Regions from separate parts of the Callithrix jacchus genome. Here region 2 is linked to region 1. The links are chromatin contacts, called in public Hi-C maps. All regions are on one chromosome and are shown on one strand. Each heading gives the region's core, a stretch centred on a gene start, on an enhancer-like site or on the middle of the called end of the contact. The rest is flanking DNA. Distances are from core to core; before and after follow the strand shown. Region 1 overlaps ADAM11 (ADAM metallopeptidase domain 11). Region 2 has its middle 43 kb from the start of DCAKD.

Evidence for each region. Hi-C and Micro-C count contacts between places; a contact is called where the count stands out from the background.
Region 2: a Hi-C map of skeletal muscle shows a contact between it and region 1, with 8 times the contacts expected there. The contact joins two enhancer-like sites. A contact is called at or near these places in 2 of 3 Hi-C or Micro-C datasets (induced pluripotent stem cells and skeletal muscle).

The regions. Positions count from the first base shown.
Region 1 is chr5:85,177,340-85,179,863 of calJac240_pri, forward strand. It overlaps ADAM11 (ADAM metallopeptidase domain 11), which reads left to right. Exons shown (of 27, transcript XM_078373310.1): 12 at 277-361; 13 at 461-551; 14 at 671-722; 15 at 1,186-1,285; 16 at 1,368-1,439; 17 at 1,559-1,651; 18 at 2,053-2,133. Among named protein-coding and RNA genes, the nearest start is that of ADAM11, 16 kb to the left of the region's middle. Within about 2 kb of position 1,267, at least 6 of the 16 cell types and tissues checked have an H3K27ac peak or open chromatin away from gene starts, as enhancers often do.
Region 2 is chr5:85,427,443-85,429,966 of calJac240_pri, forward strand. No RefSeq gene overlaps it. Among named protein-coding and RNA genes, the nearest start is that of DCAKD, 43 kb to the right of the region's middle. Within about 2 kb of position 1,264, at least 4 of the 16 cell types and tissues checked have an H3K27ac peak or open chromatin away from gene starts, as enhancers often do.

The DNA.
Region 1 (2,524 bases), core at 17-2,516:
TTGAACCCAGGAGGTGGAGGTTGCAGTGAGCGGAGATGATGCCACTGCATTCCAGCCTGGACTACGAGAGTGAAACTGTCTCAAAAAAAAAAATAAAAAGAAATAGGAACCGAAGGAGGGGAAGGGTCTTGCCTGGGGTCACCAAGGCTGGTGTGAAGGGCAAGGGCCACCTCCCGAGGAAGGGCCCTTGTGTCAGGGGATCCCCAAGGCCCCACCACCACCCAGGAAGCCACAGGGGAGGGCAGGAGGCCATCCTGACAGCGCTCTCCCTTCCAGGGGCAGGACCTTCCAGAGCACCAGCAGTGGGGCAGCCTACGTGGGGGGCATCTGCTCCCTGTCCCGGGGTGGGGGTGTGAATGAGGTGAGCAGTGAGGGCCATGGCTGGGGGAGAGGGGCTTCAAGGGCACTATGTGCCTGTGGGAAGATGTAGACATCTGTGCCCCATCTTCCCCACTCCCAGTACGGCAACATGGGGGCGATGGCCGTGACCCTGGCTCAGACGCTGGGGCAGAACCTGGGCATGATGTGGAACAAACACCGGAGCTCAGCAGGTATCCGCCCCGGAGGTCCCCGTGTGGCCCTTGCCCAGCAGCTCTGGGATGCGGAGGGTGTAAGTGGGAGGGTGGTCCTTGGCCTCCTTCATCTCATCTCCGCCTGGCTCACCCCTCAGGGGACTGCAAGTGTCCCGACATCTGGCTGGGCTGCATCATGGAGGACACTGGGTGAGTTCTCGGGGACAAACCGGGGGAAGGTCTTGGGTGAGGGTCGTCCTAGAGCGAGCACTCCTTGGCAGTCTGGACCAGGGGGCTCAAGAGGCCCAGCTCACAGAACCTCTCAGTATCCAAGAAACCCAGTTTTCCCCGCAAACACTGTCCGGGGAGACCCAGATTCCCCTGCTGGGACACCAAAACCGGCCAGGCTGCAGTGCGCACCGCGGCCACTGGGTGCCGCCCCAGCCTCGCGTGGAGGCACCTTCCCTCCAGAGCTGCTGGGAGTCCCCAGGTTCCGCGGAGGGAACGGGAACGACTGCGACAAGAGGGAGGATTCTGGTGCAATCGCGGGCAGATCCTCCGCCTCCTCGCGATGGTGACCGAGTTCCCCAGAGCGCCTCCTCTCCAGTCTTGAGAGGGTGAGAGGGTGGGTTGGAGGGGAGCAGCCAGCGGCACCTCCCCTCACCCTGCCCAGGTTCTATCTGCCCCGCAAGTTCTCGCGCTGCAGCATCGACGAGTATAACCAGTTTCTGCAGGAGGGTGGTGGGAGCTGCCTCTTCAATAAGCCCCTCAAGGTACCAGCCCCGCAGCGGGGAGCCTGGGAGTGGGGCCTGGGCGGGGTCTGGGCCAGACTCCCGACCTGTCCTCCCGGTCCAGCTCCTGGACCCCCCAGAGTGCGGGAACGGCTTCGTGGAGGCAGGGGAGGAGTGCGACTGCGGCTCCGTGCAGGTAAGCGGTAGTGCGGACGCCAGGTGGGGGGCCGGGATGCGGGGGTGGGCACAAGGGAGCGTCCGAGTGGGGAGGATTAGGGCTCGCCCGCCTCCCTCCCCTTCTCCCGCGTCCCTCAGGAGTGCAGCCGCGCGGGTGGCAACTGCTGCAAGAAATGTACCCTGACTCATGATGCCATGTGCAGCGACGGGCTCTGCTGTCGCCGCTGCAAGGTAAGGAGGACCCGCCGGGAGTGGGGCCAGGACGCAGGAGGAGCGATTGGAGGCCTTCAGATAAGGGGCGGGCAGAGGGAGGCGGGGCCTTCAGGGGCGTATTCCCTCTTGGGCGGGGCTTGATGCGAAAACAGCGCCAATGAGCAGCAAGGGGCGGGGCTGAAGGATGTTGAAGGCGGGGCTACGAGGAGCGGGAAGGGAAGGCTGCCCTGAAGCAGGGAGGGGCGGGAATGTGGGCGGGCTTGGGGGCGGTGCGAGGTGGGAAGCGGCGGAGAGGTGGTGGGAGCAGGGAAATAAGAACAGACCTGAACGGGGGCCCGTGAAGCTAGAGGGCCCGAGGATGTGGGGCCCGGGCCGAGGCATCCATCCTGCCTGACCTGGGGACCGCGTCTCTTCCCTAGTACGAGCCACGGGGTGTGTCCTGCAGAGAGGCCGTGAACGAGTGCGACATCGCGGAGACCTGCACTGGGGACTCGAGCCAGGTCCACCCAGCCCCGCCGTCCTGTGGAGCCCTGGGCGAGGGAACCCCTACCCTTGTGGATTTGGTTTTCCCGGTGTGCGCTCTCCACTCCCCTCCTCTCCACAGCTGGCGTCGACCCCCACGGATCAGACTCAGTTTTCTTATCTGAGGAAGGGGTTCTTCATGCCTCCTGGCTTTGTTCCTTCCGTCATTAAACCAAAATTTATCGTCTGGCTGGTATTCCCAGCGCCTGGCCGGGTGCCTGGTGTAGGTTAGAGATCAGAGTGGATGATGATATTAGTTAACATCTATTAAAACCTAATTACATGTCAGGCATTTCATTCTCCCAGCCCTACGAGGGAGGGAGGCTGGAGCGGCTCTGGGGCTTGCAAATCCTTGTGGTCTGGGTCCAG
Region 2 (2,524 bases), core at 14-2,513, 250 kb after region 1:
AGCTCTGATGGCTCTGCTGCACTCCCCTTTGGGCAACAGAGTGAGACCTTATCTCTAAAAATAATAAAAATAATAAGAAAAAAAGAGATTACCACTAGTTCAAATAGCACCTCATAATTACTGGCTGTGGTCCCATTTCATAGGTGGGAAAATCAAGGAGTGAGTTTGCTTCCTATTGGCAGGGAACTGAGGCTCTGGATTCCACGTCAACCTTGCCTTTCCACCTGGACTCAGGATTTGATGGGAAAAGAACTTTCCTCCAGGTGGGGCCGACTCAGCACTGAGAGGCTGCAAGTGGGATAGCAGCGGGGTGGTGCTGGTCGGGGAGGAGCCTCGTTCTTTAAAAAGGGCTCTCAAAGCACGAAGCCTGAGGTTCACAGTCTTCCCCTAACCTCTCCTCCCTCCCAGAGGTCTTGTCACTCTGGCAGAGCAGCCAATTAAAAATGCCAGGCTGAGCATCTGATGCCAGTTCCCTAGGGGGCTCTTGGGCTGGGAGCGGTCTTGAGCCTGGAAAAGGAGACACCTCCCACACAAACTTGTCCCCATCTTCTTCATGCGGGTTGTGAGTTTCCACCCCTCTCCCAGACATCATTTACTCCTCACAAATGCTCTGGGAGGTAGAGGGTGTCAGCCCCATTTTACACATGGGAAAACTGAGATTAAGTACTTTACTAGCAACATGTAGCCAGGAGAAGGCAAAGCCTCCGTTTCAGCCCAACTGTCCTGATTGCCACCCCCCCACCCCGCCCCCGCCCTCTGCCCTAGGGCTGGCCTCCTGGAACTCAGCTTGGCAGGAATCAGGAGCCCTTGGTGACCTTCTTCAGATCCCTCCCTCCTCCTTCCCTGGCCGAAGCCTTGGGATCATGGCTCTCTCACTCTCCACCCCGGTACTGGAAAAGTGGCTTCTCTACTAGTTGTGCCCAGATGCACTTGCGCTGGGGCTAAGGACTCTCCCTGCTGGAGCTCGCCCAGGGTCCTGGGATCTGTCCTGCCCCTACCAGGGACACAGGGGACGCTGGCTGTCTCCTGCTTTCCCTTTGGTATTTTTCAGTGGCTTGGTTGAGTCGCCTCAAACTCACTGTCCCTCACTTCATTCTAGAACCTATTTTACCCGGTACCAGGGTAAGAACTAATATCTGTGGAAAGCCACTACGTGCCAGCCCTGGGCAGGGTGCTGTCCCTCCGTGCTGTTGATCCCACAAGGTGAAGCTTGAGCCCCCATGTTTTGGGGGTACTCCGAGGCTCAGGGAACGTAAGTAACTTCGCCAAGGTCACCGAACGGGTAAGGGGAGTTCCTAGGACCGGGCCTGGTCTGCCTGACCCCAAATCCTTGCTTGCTCACTCCACTCATCGGCTGTCCCCATCAGACAGGCCAGGTGGGAGCGGGGACCAGACTGCGCAGGGCGCGGAGGGAATCAGCAACGAGGACCCTCCTGGGGAACTTTTCCCATTGAAAATCTGTTCCCTTGCGGCCACGGGTGATGCATGGCAGGAGCTGATGAGAAACGTGCAGCGGAATGGAGGAGGGCGGCCCGGGCGGGGGCAGCGCAGCATTGAGATTCCACGGGGCGCGGGGGGCGGCGCAGGCCCTGACACCGGCCGGGTAATTGATCTGGAGGTGCCAATTTGCAGCAACTAAATATTTGGTTTCTGCCTTTGCCCGCTCCGCGCTCTGGTCAAACAAACTTCAATTAAAAGCGAAAAACGAGGGGTGGGGAGGCGGCTCGCCCAGGTCCCTGAGGACCGATCGATGTCGCGGAGCCCGCAGGCTGGCGAGAGCGGTGCGCCGGGCGGGGACGCGGCTGATGGGGGCCGGGCGGGCGCCCTCTTCCGGATCGCCGAGCACTGGGCGCCCGGCCCGCGGGAGGCATCGCCCGAGGGAGGGACAGCGGAGGCGGCGCTAGGAGCCCGGGAGCCTAGCTCAGCTGAGTGGAGGGGCGGTCACCTTGTGTCAAGCGGGGGTCACACACAGGGGCAGTCCCAACACCTCCACGCAGACTGTGAGCCTGTGTACTCAGCTAGACAACCCGGGGAAGGAGGGGTCGCGGGGCGCTGATCCTGCTCTCCCCACGCACCTCTCCAGAGAAACTTGGAAGATGGCCTTGCTGTTGGGTGCAATGACTCAGGTCTTTTCTGAGAGCCGCTGGGTGCTGGGTGCACTGGGCACTGAGGCCCGTCTTCTCTCCCATGTCTGTCCACCTGTCTACTCTTGGTTGGCCAAAGAGCTACCAGTGAATCCATCCCAGAACCCAACCCTGGAGGTTGTGAAACGGAGGGCTTGGAATTAGGAGAAGGGCAGTGAGATCCTGGGGGGTTGGAGAGGGGGCCTGGGAGGTGGCCACAGCCTGGAGCAGAGAAGGAGATCATTGGGTCACAATTACTTTTTTTTTTTTGATACAAAGTGTCCCTCTGTTGCCTAGGCTGGAGTGCAGTGGGGCAATCTCAGCTCACTGCAGCCTCCAACTCCTGGGTTTAAGCGATTCTCCTCCCTCACCTGTAGCTGGGACTACAGGCATGCATCACC